Regions from separate parts of the Bos taurus genome. Here region 1 is linked to region 2. The links are chromatin contacts, called in public Hi-C maps. All regions are on one chromosome and are shown on one strand. The core of a region is the stretch at or near the end of the contact, and the rest is flanking DNA. Distances in the headings are between cores, read along the strand shown. Region 1 overlaps LOC112446481 (a long non-coding RNA gene). Region 2 holds the start of LOC107131356 (a long non-coding RNA gene).

What was found. A called contact is a pair of places that touch in the nucleus more often than the background predicts.
Region 1: a contact with region 2 is called in a Hi-C map of an unstated tissue, with 1.9 times the contacts expected there. The contact joins two enhancer-like sites. A contact is called at or near these places in 2 of 11 Hi-C or Micro-C datasets (liver and an unstated tissue).

Annotation. Positions count from the first base shown.
Region 1 is chr4:94,953,734-94,960,337 of ARS-UCD2.0, forward strand. It overlaps LOC112446481 (a long non-coding RNA gene), which reads right to left. Exons shown (of 8, transcript XR_009494367.1): 8 at 5,786-6,604. It also overlaps a transcript of MKLN1 not described here. Among named protein-coding and RNA genes, the nearest start is that of MKLN1, 69 kb to the right of the region's middle. Within about 2 kb of position 4,643, at least 31 of the 102 cell types and tissues checked have an H3K27ac peak or open chromatin away from gene starts, as enhancers often do.
Region 2 is chr4:94,844,748-94,852,043 of ARS-UCD2.0, forward strand. LOC107131356 (a long non-coding RNA gene) reads right to left here and starts at 5,270. Exons shown (of 11, transcript XR_009494353.1): 1 at 4,876-5,270; 2 at 1-4,018. It also overlaps a transcript of MKLN1 not described here. Within about 2 kb of position 1,449, at least 47 of the 102 cell types and tissues checked have an H3K27ac peak or open chromatin away from gene starts, as enhancers often do.

The DNA of each region.
Region 1 (6,604 bases), core at 3,393-5,892, 110 kb after region 2:
AGATCTCTCTGTGAGGATTAAAATGAGATCAGGCAAATAGAGAACCCAACACAGTTCTGTCTTATCCTTACCCTCCTTTGATGTTAAAATATTTAAGATGTTGAAACATTTTACTCTGGAATATGAATCATATTCATCAGTTTAATACATGTGAGCCATTTTCTCATCACTGGCATAACCTTCCTTGATATAATACCTTCTTCTTACTTGCACTTGAAAGTTTTTCAAAGGCTTACCTTGTAAGTAGGATTGGACTTATCTGTTGTCACCCGAAAAATACCGGTACAGGACAATGATGAGGCAACTCATTGCTGAGTTATTTCCACATGTGCAGGGTCAACCTCACAGCATGACACTGGCCTCCTTCCTTCCAAAGTTAACTTTAAAGAGAATAAACACCATTAGGTGTCTCTTCTCTTTCCCCCTCCACCAAAAATCAGTTGCTACTTTCATCCATGGAAGAGGAGCAGTGAATTCCATTCATCCATCCAACATTTATTCAATGCCTTCTATGTGCTGCTGCTGCTGCTGCTAAGTCGCTTCAGTCGTGCGACCCCAGAGACGGCAGCCCACCAGGCTCCCCCGTCCCTGGGATTCTCCAGGCAAGAACACTGGAGTGGGTTGCCATTTCCTTCTCCAGTGCATGAAAGTGAAAAGTGAAAGTGAAGTTGCTCAGTCGTGTCCGACTCCTAGCGACCCCATGGACTGTAGCCCACCAGGCTCCTCGGTCCATGGGACTCTCCAGGCAAGAATACTGGAGTGGGGTGCCATTGCTATGTGCTAGGTACTGTGATAACAGATGAATCAGTCAGGGTCCGTGCCTTTAAGAGTTTCAGTCTATTGGGGTTTTTTGGAGGAAGATGAGCACCTAACTAAACAAGGATTGTTTGGTAACAATCAGCTCAGCAGGAAAAGCTTCAGAAAGAGGTGATACCTCGAAAAATCAGTACATGGCTGTCAACAGACAGTTAGGGCAGAGCACTTCAGGTGGAGGACCCCCAACTCTTGTTCCTCTTCCCTGATCATTCTGTGCAGCCAGATGTACAGCTGTCTTCTCGGTCTAGGGGACTCAAATTCTTCCTTGGCAGCAGCCACATTATTAGTGCTGGTTCCAATCAGAGGACTGACAGTAGACACTCTGCTGCTGCTTTTGCTGCCGAGACCACAAACAGCTGGAGTGGTTTGAGCTCCCTGGGGGATGGTGGAGGAGTTTGAGCATGCGTGTGTGTACCTGTGTCTATGTACATATGGGTCCAAGAGTGTGGGGTCTTTGTCCATCTGCATGGCCAGCTAGATGTTTATCTGCAGGTGTTGCTACAGAAAACAGAAGTGGATATTCAGGAAACAAAGTGATAGCTTGGGATCTCACAAACAGCTGAAGCACTACTCAGAGAAGGGAGAGGTTGAAATAACCTCTACCAAAACAGAGTGGAACAGAGAAGGAAGTTACATCAGAAGAGGAAGAATGCCAGTGTCATGCTGAAGAGCCACAAATGTCACAAAATAAAAATAAAATGGGGGATTCTTATTTTAGTCAAATGCTATTACAATATTTTCTTTTTTATAGCATTATTAAAATTAGTGAAATAATATTTAGTGCAGTGAACACAGAGGACACAGAAATACCAAGAAATTGCTATAATGTTTTAAAGTTCCATTTATTTGGATCAGTGATTGATTATAACTTTGCTTTCTACCTCCACATATGAGTTGGGGTTTTTCCTTCAGCATTTAAAAAATATAGAAAACAAGTTCTGAGGTTGACTTACTGAAGGACATCTAAAAAGTCTCATTGTTAGTACAAATTACAAAGTTCTGATAAATATAATCTAATAATAGTGAAGTGATTAAAGGGGTCAGAGCAAGAAATATAGATCCCAGAGATGTTATTAATTTTTTCTTTTCCGTTCATGTAGAAATGTTCATCTCTACCAAAAAGAAGTGTAAGAGTAGGTTTCATTTTGATTAGATTCTTGTAACCATACAAGTGAAAAATTTATAGAATTGACTTTAGGTGAGGAGGGATTATAAAAAGTTAATATAATAGTGAAATAAGCTTGGCATTGGATCTTGTATGAGTCTTTTGAATTTATTACTTTAGAATATAGGAATTGACTTTCCATTACCTTGTTAGAATTATAATGACTTCAGATGATTAACTGATTTGGCAATCTCACAAATAGTTAAAAGCATATGGAGAGGAACAAACTACTATATATGAAATAAATAAGCTACGTGGATATATCATACAACACAGGGAATACAGCTCATATTTTATAATAACTATACATGGAATATAATCTTTAAAAATTGGGAATCACTATGTTGTACACCTGAAACTTAGATAATATCAAATATCAACTATACCTCAAAAAAAGCATATGGAATTTAGCGCAGTGAACTGGGGAAATTTTGTGTGCTTTGGTCACAGTGCAAAACAGTACTTCCCAACTGGATGAACAGTTGGTCCATGTGCTAATTTACCAGGTAACTAGTGAGTAGATTTGGGGTGGACAGAATTGTGACGAATTGACTAGGGAGAGAAAAGTACCTGGTAAAGAACAGGCAAAGCAAGTGAGTCTAATGTTCACTCTGTTTGCACATGGTAGGTACTCAGTAAATAATTGTTGAAGGAAGAAAGGAATGAAATGAGTGAATGAGTGATGAGTATGAAGAAAGTGGTAATAAACACCTAATTCAAAATGAAATTTAAATTTTGTTTTGTGATAGGGTTATAACATATTTCCTCTATGATACTTGGCTTGGTGATATTTAAAGATATATAATTTTTAGAAGTTATGAGACCCCTGAAGGACAAAACATCTAAAAATTAGATTTGGGGGAAATAGAAATCAATGAAAATTTAAACTTTTAGATTTTCTGAATTTTCTTACAAATTTAAATTCAATGTTACTTTAGAAACATGATAATGTATTATGGATGGTTTATTCATAAAACCATTACATGTTTTTTGATAAATATAATTCATTCACATAACATTTACTAATTAAAATTTTTTTAATGAATTTACTGATGGTTGCAAGTTGATATCAAATATCAGTTGGCTTTTTCAATGAGAAGAAACAGGAAAAAATTTAAATCGTGGAAAAACAATAAATATCACAGAAACTTGTATTTTTTTCTAGATCCAGTGCATTCCTTAAGGAGTTTATTTTCAGGGAATAATCTAAGGACTGTGGGGAAAGGGAAAATAAAATTCACTGACTACAAGTTTTTAAACTGAAGTACAGTTGATTTACACTATATTGGATTCTGATGTACAGATTATGCTCCTTTAAAAGTTATTGTAAAATCATGGCTATTGAGTGCAACTTTTTCCCAAGCATCTACATTTTTGTTTAGTGAGTGATTGCCCCCCAAATTTGCCACTTTCCCTGCTTTCTGAGCTTCCACATCTCCAGGGACCCTCCATCTAGATGCATTTTCTGACTCAGAATTTGCTGAGACTCTCAAATCCCAGTCCGAAGGAGTCTCACAAACTCCCTGCCCCAGCTTGTGTTCTAGGAAGCAAGTCCTTCCCGAAAGGGTGCCCAAGGAATGGGAGAGAGAGAGAGAGACAGGATGCCAAGTTCTGTTTTACGTTTTAAATCTGTAGATCTTTCCTTTGAATGAGTGGTAGGCCATTCTCAATTCCTGCTCCTCTGTATGGAAGAATTTAGCATCACTTCCCTTGCTGATCCAAGGAACTTTGCTCTTTGTCCAAAATACAGCTCTTCCCCAAAGCAATTTCCCCTCCTCTGAGAAATGCTTTTGTGTCAGGCTGCACTGCCCTTGAACCAGACAACTTTCTCTTCTTGTCTTTATCTGTCTAAATAAAGCTAACCTACATTTGCTGCCTAATTCATTCGGATGCTTGCTGATGCTATTTAAAGGATCCCTCAAGGCTCCGTGGAAAACAAGATGCATTATCTTCAGTCGGGAACCTTCAGGTTTGTTGGTCATTTAAGGAATTCAAGAATTGAAAGAATCCATTCAGTCTTTAGTAGTTCAGATGTGGAGGACAAAGGAGTTCTTCGTGTTTTTTAATCCCAGGCAATCTTTGACTTGTCCATTGCTGGGATCAGTTGATGATGAAAGAGGGAACTAGAAAGTTAATCTGTGTGTGTGTATCTGCATGTGTCTCTCTGTGTGTGTATGCACACACATGCATGTCTCTCCTTGTCTCTAGGCTTCAAGAAATTTGCCCAACAGAAATTTTTTTTTTATTCTGGACTCTGATAATTTGCTAGTCCATTGTGAGTTTACTTTCCCCTCTCAGGGAACAAAAGTGAAAGATAAAAAGGAAATGTCACCTTCATAAATAGGCTTCTGGTGAGTTTTTGGCTTGTCTCTATCTCCCCCTCTTCAGCCTCCATCAGACATTAGAAAATTCTGTGACTTACATGTTCCAGGGAAAAAAAGAGGAAACTCTAAACAGGGAAAGGAAAATAATGGGATTGTAAATAGGACTCCACTGTACATTTCTATAGGACTGGGAGTTCAGAGAGGTTTCAGATCTGTTGCTTGTTTTTTCTCATCTGGGATTTATGTCAGTCTGTCTGCTTGCTTAGTGGGAGGGAGAGCTGGTACAAATGGGATGGTTTTAACCACCAGTGCACTGCTTAAGCACATGCTTTTATCAGCATCCACTTGTTCAGCCACGATTCTCTGACGTCCATTGCAGTGAGTGAGTCAGAAGCCACAAGCTAACAGGTCTATTCCTTCCCGCCGTCACCTAGGAAACCGATGCATCATCCACAGGAAATGCAGGCCTCGATGGGGAGAGTGCCCAGATCGGGTTATAAAGCTGGCAGTGAGTTTTTCAAAAGAGGTCAAATAATAACGTGTAGAATTTTAGTCTAGGGTAGAAAGTGGATCCAGCCTCTCAGGCATGGATCAAGGACTGTCAGGCAGAAATACTAGGAGAAATTACTCAGCTAAAATCATGAAGGATGTCTGCTTTATAAGAAATTGGCCAAGGGCAAGGGGTATGGAGATATGGTTTGATTCTTCCAGACAGCAAACACATTTAGTTGCTCATTGGCTGAGAGTAATTTTTTTAATGTTACAACAGTGTGTGAAGTAAGATGAGAAAATTGACATGATGTCAAACCAGGCTTTCCGTTGAGTGAAATATATATCCCCCATTGTCATTGTCTCTGTCTTAAAATAGTGATGGAGAGTTCCGTCAGAGAAAAACCACACCCTGATTCCCCTCGTGCTGTCACTTTTTTTTCTGCCTGTGCCTCGGTTTCTCCCTCCTTGACTACTATGGTTCAGCACTGCCTATTGCCTTAGCGCTCATACACAATCGACCGCACACTGTCCACATATCTGCAAAGATAAGCTTAACACAGCTGAGAAAAATTACCTGTGGAGTTTCAAGTTGTTTGACAAGCTTAACGTCTCCAGGTACATTTTACATGCTCATGCTGCTATGGGTGAAACAGCCCACGGAAAAGTACAACATGAGCTGTACCAGAACTTCCTGTTTTAGGCTCAAAGAATATTAAAACAGGAAAGAAAAACAACTCAGAAACCACTGGGCCCAACACCCTCATTTTCCACACGAGAAATGAGTCCCAGACAGATAATTTGTTTAAGGTCCTCTAGGGAATTAGTGTGTCTGTTGGGGGTCAGGAAGAGGAGAGAAGATGGGCTGCAAGCTCAACTACAAGCTCAGAATGAGTCAATAGGTGATATGGCCACCTAAGAGACTATTATAATATTGAACTGCATTAATTGAAGTATGGAGTCCTTACTAAGAGGGGTAATTGGTACCCTTACAGGCTGGTCAGCATTGCCAAGAAAACAATATTCTGTCCTGAGTACCCATCGAATAGGAAACAGTAACAAAACCAAATGTTCCCAGAGGAGGGTAAAGATGGTGATAGGTTTTAGCTCCATACAAGTAATTTTCTAATCATTCGAGCTGATTGAGATGTATTAAACTGGCTGAGGGGACAGTGAATTAATTCTCCATTTCCAGAGGTGTTCAAATATTCATTCATCCATCCAAATACATTTATTGAGTGCCTGCCATATGCCACGAATTTATATATCTCATAAACAGGTGAATTCTGTAAAACTATTAGTAAGATAAAACTAGCTACTAGTGATTTAGGAAGACACATCTCTACAAAAAAAGGGTTTGATGGGTCTTTCAAAGCTTTACAACTAGATGGCATTCTAATCTCCTTGCTATATCCATTCTACTGGGCTCCTTTATCCAAAATAGACCAGTCCATGTAAATTGAAAGGCGGTCAAGACAGTGAAAGATTGAAGGCAAAAGGAAAAGGGGGCAGCAGAGAATGAGATGGTTAGTTAGCATTGCCGATTCAATGGACATGAATTTAAGCAAAACTGTGAGAGTTAGTGGAGGATGAGGAGCCTGGCGTGCTGCAGTCCATGGGGTCACAAAGAGTTGGAAACTACTTAGCAACTAAAGAAGAGCAAGACTGCCTTTGCCAAGTGTCATAATCAACTCTTTTTCATCTTCCATATAGAACTTATTGCCAAATAGATCTAACAGATCTTGAATCTATGGAACCATCGCTGGCTTTCAGTAAAGGTTCCAGAATGAGAATTTTTACCACACTTGGC
Region 2 (7,296 bases), core at 199-2,698:
AGTCGCTCAGTCCTGTCTGACTCTTAGCGACCCCATGGACTGCAGCCTACTAGGCTCCTCCATCCATGGGATTTTCCAGGCAAGAGTACTGGAGTGGGGTGCCATTGCCTTCTCCTATACATACATACATATATATATATATATATATATATATACATACACACACACACATATATAAATTGGCTGATCCTTAGGCAAACACAGAACTATTCCTATTCGCACAAACACATGCATTTAGGTAAAGGTAGATTTCCAAAGTAACATACGTAATAACTGAAAGACTGGGTTTTTAAATCAGCTTGCTTGGGTTCTAGATATGGATCGTCACTGACCAACTCTTACTCAACCTCCTGAGCTTCCACTCTGTCACCTATAAAATGGGGGTAACAATGTTTCATCAAGAATGTCAGGGCATGCCAGCATATAGCTACCAGCATCTACTGACAGATCAACACCTGTTGGTTTCACAGCTATCTATTCCAGCCAGCTAGTTCTGTAAACTCTCAACCTTCCTCGGTTATTAAAAACACTTACGGAGGTTTAAACACACACACACACACACACGCGCGCGCGCGCGCGCGCGCACACACACATACGTTCAGCCCTATTTGGATTTGGGTTCAACTGGTCTAGGATTGAGCCGGGCATCAGAATTCTTTCTAAGCCGGTCCAGTTACTTACGACGTGCAGTCTGGATTAAGAGCCACAGATAGGTCTCTATATGCCCACAGAGACTCACGCCTGCAGAGTCTGTTGATTTCCAACTGAAACAGCGCAGGCGGGCCCCCAGCCCGGATAGAGCAGGCTCGCCTGGATGCTGCGACGACGAACTCAAAAGTGCGGTGGGATTTACACCCACGCCCGCACACCGCTCACGAGAACCAACTCCCACGAACTCCACCAGGTGGGGCCTGGACACCCAGCGCGGTCGGGATCTGTCCAGGGCACACGCCCCCTCGCCCCTTCGGCGACAGCACCCCTCGGGCGCCCGGCCCTCCGGACGCGTGCGTCACCGCGCCCCAGCCCCCCTCCCGCCCCCGGCACGTGACTCGACACGCGCCAGCTGCACGCGGGCTCCATCAAAACAAAAACAGAGAGGGCCGGCCGGCCGGCCTGGCGGCGGGGAGCGCGCGGGGGCGGCGGGCGCGCCCCCGCTGCCGCTACCGCGCCTCCGCTGCCCAGAGCGCCGCCAAGGCCGCGCGCCCCAACCGGCCGGGGGCGGGAGGGCAGAGGGCACCACCCTGTTTACAGCCCTCGCTCCGGGCCGGGGGCCCCGCCCGGAAACGGTCTCTCGGGAAAGGGCCCTGGCGTGCGCACCCACCCGCGGCCCGGACGTCGGCGCTGGCGTGGGAGGCTCGGGCAGCCGCTCGGAATAAAGCCGCGTCGCCACGGAGCTGGGGCCCCGGGCCCGCGCGAGTCTCCGCTCCTCCTCAGCGCGCCGCCCACGGCTGCTTCGTGTCAGCCCCCGTCACGACTCTGCTACGCACTTCACCCCCCAGCTCTAGGCTCCGGCGCTTCCGCAGACCCTCCTCACGTGGCCGCCTCCTCCCGGCCCCCCGTACTCCCCAGCGACCGGGCTGAGGACCCTCCCGCACTTCGGGACCCTGCGCTGCTCCTACCCCGGGGAGGGGGTACATCGCCCGTCTTGGACCTCCCCCCCGCCACAACCATCTTCTGCCCCGGGAGGGAGGGTAGGGTGGCCATGAGCTGTCAGAAGCCCAGTTTTCCACATGACGAACCTCATCTTCACCCTTACACATCCCTACTCCCCCTTCAGCCTAGCTTCGAGATGAATCAGGTATTTAAAGCGGGGTTGGGAGGGGTTGTCTTCATTTTTCTCCCTGGTCGCAAAAAAAAAAAAAAAGACGCAGCTCTGCCGATCCGCTCGCTTTTAAGACTCCCCACGTCGTCCCATCATATGCAACTTACAAAATAGAAATGCCCACCACACACCTGCTACGCCACCCACCCTCTCGGAACCTGGAGACCCACCCAGCTCGCCTTCTGGAACCTGCGCCTGGGGTAGGGTGGGAGCGGTGCCGTCCGGTTCCCTAAAGTAAGAGGGAGTGAGACGGGGATCAGGCACCCCCCCCCCCAGCCCCGCCCAAGAGCGCGATCCTCCGGTCCCCCAACTCGAGAGCGCAGCAGGGCATCCTCCGTCCCTCCGGGTGGAACGAGGAAAGTAGCCGACGGCCTGGATGCCGGGGGGTGCTGTTTTTCCCCTTTAGAACGCAGACTCCGCGTCCTCTGTGAGCACCCCCACCCCCGTCGCCTTATTTCTGGTGGTCAGCAGAGGTGGGGTGGGGGGAAGACAGGACCAAGTACTCTCGAGGTTCCGGGATGTGACTCTCCGCGGAGTGAAGAGGTGGAATCTCGAAATGGAAACAATCTTCCCCCCTCCCTCCCCTCCTCCTCCTCCTCTTCTGTTTACCTCAAGTTTGAATTTTATCTGCGCAACATTAGCTGGAATGCGGACATTGAAAAACACACACACACACACACACACACTCTCTCAACCCGGCAGCAGCTCCGGAGGAGCCATGTGGCATCAAGCCACCTCAAAGGGGAAAAAAGTGCTCTTAGCAACACAAACATGGCGAAATCGCCTCGGCATTCCCGGCTAACGCCACCACCCCTACCTTTCCTCGCCCGGCTCGCCAACATCCCGGCTGGGACCTGCGGGCCCTTCCAGGGGGAGGCGAGGGGCCCCCGGGGAGTCCCAGGGTGGGACCGCGGGGCGTGCGAAAGAGGAAATAACCGGAGTCCACAGTGGAAATGTTTCTGCTGGACCATCGAGCCCGCCGCCTCGCAGCAGTGAGGGGATGCCTCTTTTCATCTCGAGAGGTCCAAACTGAGAACAAAATTCCCATCCCGAAGTCCTGCTGGGCCGGCTTTCCCCACCCTCCAGAACTTACCTTGGGGCTGAACACCCGCTGCCGCTTTAATCCGTTTCTCTTTCCTTCCTGCGGAGCGAGACGCAAGGGGGAAAACGATGCGCATGTATATTTGTAGAGCACAGTCTTCTAGAATTCCCCTTTGATCATCAGGAGGAGCGATGGAGGCTTCGGAGACAGGTGCAGTGCTGGCCGAGGCTGCCGGCTAAAAGTTGTTCTCTTGGCTGTGGGCGGCGGGGGTCCCCCGGCCGGGGCTGGGGACCGGGTCTCCCTTCCCCCCCGCCGGCGTCGCCCACTTCCCGCGGGGAACTGCTGCGTGCGGCTCGGCTGCAGGGGAGGTGGCGTAGTTTCTCTTCCTCCCACCTCTTCTCACTCACTTGTTTTTGTAGCCGTGGGCTCCCCTAATGCTTTCCTCTCCACAACGTTGTTTCATTATATCATGTCCATCATGTGACACCGGAGAGGCCTCTCTATGGAAACTTAAAGGGCCTCCCACGTGACTGCAGCAGCAACAACAGCAGCGGCAGAACTGGCGGCGGCGGCCGCAGCCGTTCGTACCACCACCACCACCCACCGAGAGCCCCTCGCAGCATCCCGGAGGGGCTCCTGGCGCTGCAGAAGCCTAGATAAGCGAGCCACAGCATCCGGGAGCTGTGGCGTCTGTGCGTGCGTGTAGCCTTTGCTCATTACATAGGAAACCGAACAGAAGGAGCGTCCTTAAATCCTTTCCTACAGTCACAAAACCCACGCTCTGTTAAAATGACATTTCGTGGCTCCTACTTTATTTTCCCCTAGAGCAATGAGTTTTCTATCAGGTCTGATTAAATTTTACCGAGGCAAAAAGAAGAACCGGACTTGTCCCTCTGCGAGTTCAGCCAGTTCTTGGGTGGCTCAGAAATGACAAAACAATAATAACAGAAATAGAATCAGGCATTTGATACATAATTACCATCGTACCAGCCTTAAAGCTTTTCTGGAATCAACATTCCTCCGGTAACTGTGTTGATGATGCTTGCAGGAGGCAAATGCAATGCAGTTTTTCTCTTCCGCAGCTATATTAGGACTTTGTTGCTGACAACAGTAAAAACTTGTTTGTGTCAGGAAGTGAGGTACGACGATATGACCTGGAAGGTACAGACAAAACCAAAGTGGCAGCTTTTGCATTACTTTTCTGACCACATTTTTCAAATAGAAGCAGCTGATCTGCTGTAAAATGCGTAGTGTGTTTGGTGGGAAATCAAATAATCAGAAAAACACATTTTCCCCTTAATCATAGTGGACGTGCTAGACGCTAGAAATTACCTATAGATTTATATATATGTTTCTATACAGAGAAAAAGTCTGTGCCTTTATATGATATTTTGAACCAATAACTTTGTCATCATTTGTAGCATTTAACTGAAGCATTTAACAGACACTGAAAGACTTAAGTCCAGTTATGTGTGAATCCATACCATCGGTTTTTAGAGCCTTCCGTGTTATTGAATCACAACCCCCAATCCTAAATCTCTGCCTTAAAGATTGCATGGATCATAGGATTTTATCCTGTAAATCCAAGCTAAACGGCTCTTTTGATGTTTTAGTTCATGCTTTTCAATTTATAAGGAAAACTCCCTGTTGGATTGGCAGCATTATGAAAAACTTCATAGGAAACTGAAGAGTGGGGCGGAAGATCATGTTTTCTTTGCCTTGACTATATCTCTTTCCACCTCATCAGTTTCCCTCTGATTATCAGCCATGATGCATGATCTCCACTACATCCCTTCTGATTCCTTAATATGTCCCTCAATATTTACCTTACCATCTAACGCCTAATTCTCACATCCCTTTCCCCTTTCCTGCTTTTGCCTCCCAATTCACCATGTGCTGCCTAGATACTTAGCTCAGGCCTCCCCAAATTCTCCCTCCCAGTCCTCCTTCCAAAGCAGGTCCCCTCCCCTTCCCAGCTCGGTCTCCCTTCTCTGCAACTCTACCTCCTTACCTTTCTTTGACCTCCTTTATTCTCCTTCACAGTCTGGCCCTCGACTTCTCGGCCTCTTCTTCCCCTTCTTCCCCTGCAATGACCTGCCTCAATTGGGGTCTCCTTCACACCCTTCTCTTTGGTCCCATCCCTTCTGACGCCGAACCCCCAGCTTTCCTCACGGGCTTGGCCTGGTCGGCTTGAGCCTGATTTTGTTCCCATGCCCCTGGGCTGGGAAAAGAGTGTGTGGTGCAAAGCGGGGGCAAGCATCCCCCTCGGCTGTGGCCCCTGCCTGGTTCCCCCTCCGCCCCTCCCGAGTCCCGGTTGCGGCGCTTCCTGGGCGGATGGTTGGGACTTGCTGCGGCAGCTGCGGTTCTGCTGTGTCATGCAAGAAGGAGGCGGCGGCGGCGGCGGCCGGAGCTGGAGGGGGAGGAGGGGAGGAACCTGATCTCTCCGGTAGCGAAGGGCTGGAGGCAAACACCGAGTTCCCCCAGAGCCGCCCGGGAGCAGGGAGGGCTCCGCCACCCCGGGGGGCCCTCCCCGCGGGGCAGATGGTAAGTGGGGCGGCGCAGGTGGTCGCCTTGGGAAGGGAGCGTGCAGGGGGTTAGGTGGGGAGGCGGGGAGAACTAGGAATCACCCTGGCCAAACTGAAGGAGCCCAGTCCCCAGCTGAAAGGGACCCAGGCCACAATAAGGATGACCAGTGGCAGTAGTTACCGTTCGAATAATGGCCCGCAGGTGACCCAAGCTACACAGAGGAGTAGTGCATCCTGAACCAAGGACCGAGCTAGAGGCAATGTTTCAGAGTTAGAAAACCATCATCCCATCAGCCCTGGCGCTTTAGGGTACAGCTGAGTAGCAGAAGTCGACATACACCCTATTCCTATAGCCTGGCTGAGCTTTATGGGTTGCCTTGTTTAAAACTAGGAAAGGGTATGGAAACCTGCCCAACCTCACTTTAGCCACAGACATAATGCTCTTGGCCAGTGGCCTTGGACAAACAGCCTCTGGTGCAATTAAACAATCAATAGGAAAAATAGCTTCTTTCCCTTTGCCACCCGCCTTTCCCAAGCAGCTTCAACCAGGGTAGTTTATGCTGTTTAAAGGAGAAAGAAAACTACGCCTTGCGGTTTCCCTCCCCCCTTACCCTCTGTCAGCCTCAGTCCTGCCACACAAACTGCCCACCCCAGCTTCAGACTATGATTTACATTCGATGAGGGGACTGTCTTAAAGCCTGAAGAATTTTCACCTCTGCTGCCCTTTACTGGGAGGGGATTCAGAAACGTAGAACTAAAAGCAGTGAACATGGGGACATGGGGACAGGCTGGGCATGTAGGAAAATTGCTCCTTTTACCTGAGTGCAGTTCTCAGGACAACTTAACATAAACACACATATATATTATATATATACATATGTATGTATATATATATTATTCTTGTCCATTTTGCTCCTGGAAATCAAAGCACTTTCTGCAACATCATTTTTTTTTTTTTTCAATGTCAGTCATACATTAGCAGTAAGGGGTTGGCGGGATTAACTGAAAGGCTAATGACTGTCTCAGAAGCACATGCTGTTGCTAGGGAACTCAAGCTCGTCCTGCTTTCTAATCACTCGTATGTTATGTGGAAATCAAACTTCTCAGGGTGCTATTAAAATGAATGGCATTTGGTTAAAGGAGTTCTCGCTTGTGTTGGAGCATCCTGAATTATTATCGACTCCCTCACACCCACATATCTTGTTTTCCTAATTTGATTTCTGTATGTGCGTCACCACCAGGGACACGCAGCCTAGACCAGTCAGGTTCACTTCCTGTTTCTCAGAACTGGTTTATATTTGTCTCGTAGCTTTAGCTGGTAAAATATTATCAAACTGATACTCTTGGAAAGAAATCTGTGCTTGCTGTGAAAACCAATTATCCCAATTAAATTCTAATTCCCATAGAAAATGTCATAATTTGAGGAATAAGGTATACTGCCAGTTGCCATTTGAGAAAACCATTCTTGAAATGTAAAGCCTAGAAAAACCCATCATCTTTATTTCTTTTACCCAGAATCTTCATTCCTCAGCATTAGAACTAAAACAAACTCAATTTGAGGGCAGATTTAAGTATGATATTTCTAAAATAAAGCTCAAAAAAAAAAAAAAATACACACTGAAGCTGGGGAAATCATTTAGACTAAATAAGGCATAGAACTGAATAGAATCCAGGCCCCAGAAGTACAAATAAGCTTGGGTTAGCGTTGGGGCACTCAGAGAACATAGTGTGATTACAAGGCTACAGTACAAATAGAAGCCCATCTCTCTGTACTAATTGTCTCTTTTGCCAATTCTCCTATGTCCCTGGATAAGACAGCCTTGCTTAGTTTTCAGTTCCTTCCTCTTTATAACAAGGATACCAAAAAAGGCAATATCATAAAGAAATGTATCTATGTAAATAGGTAG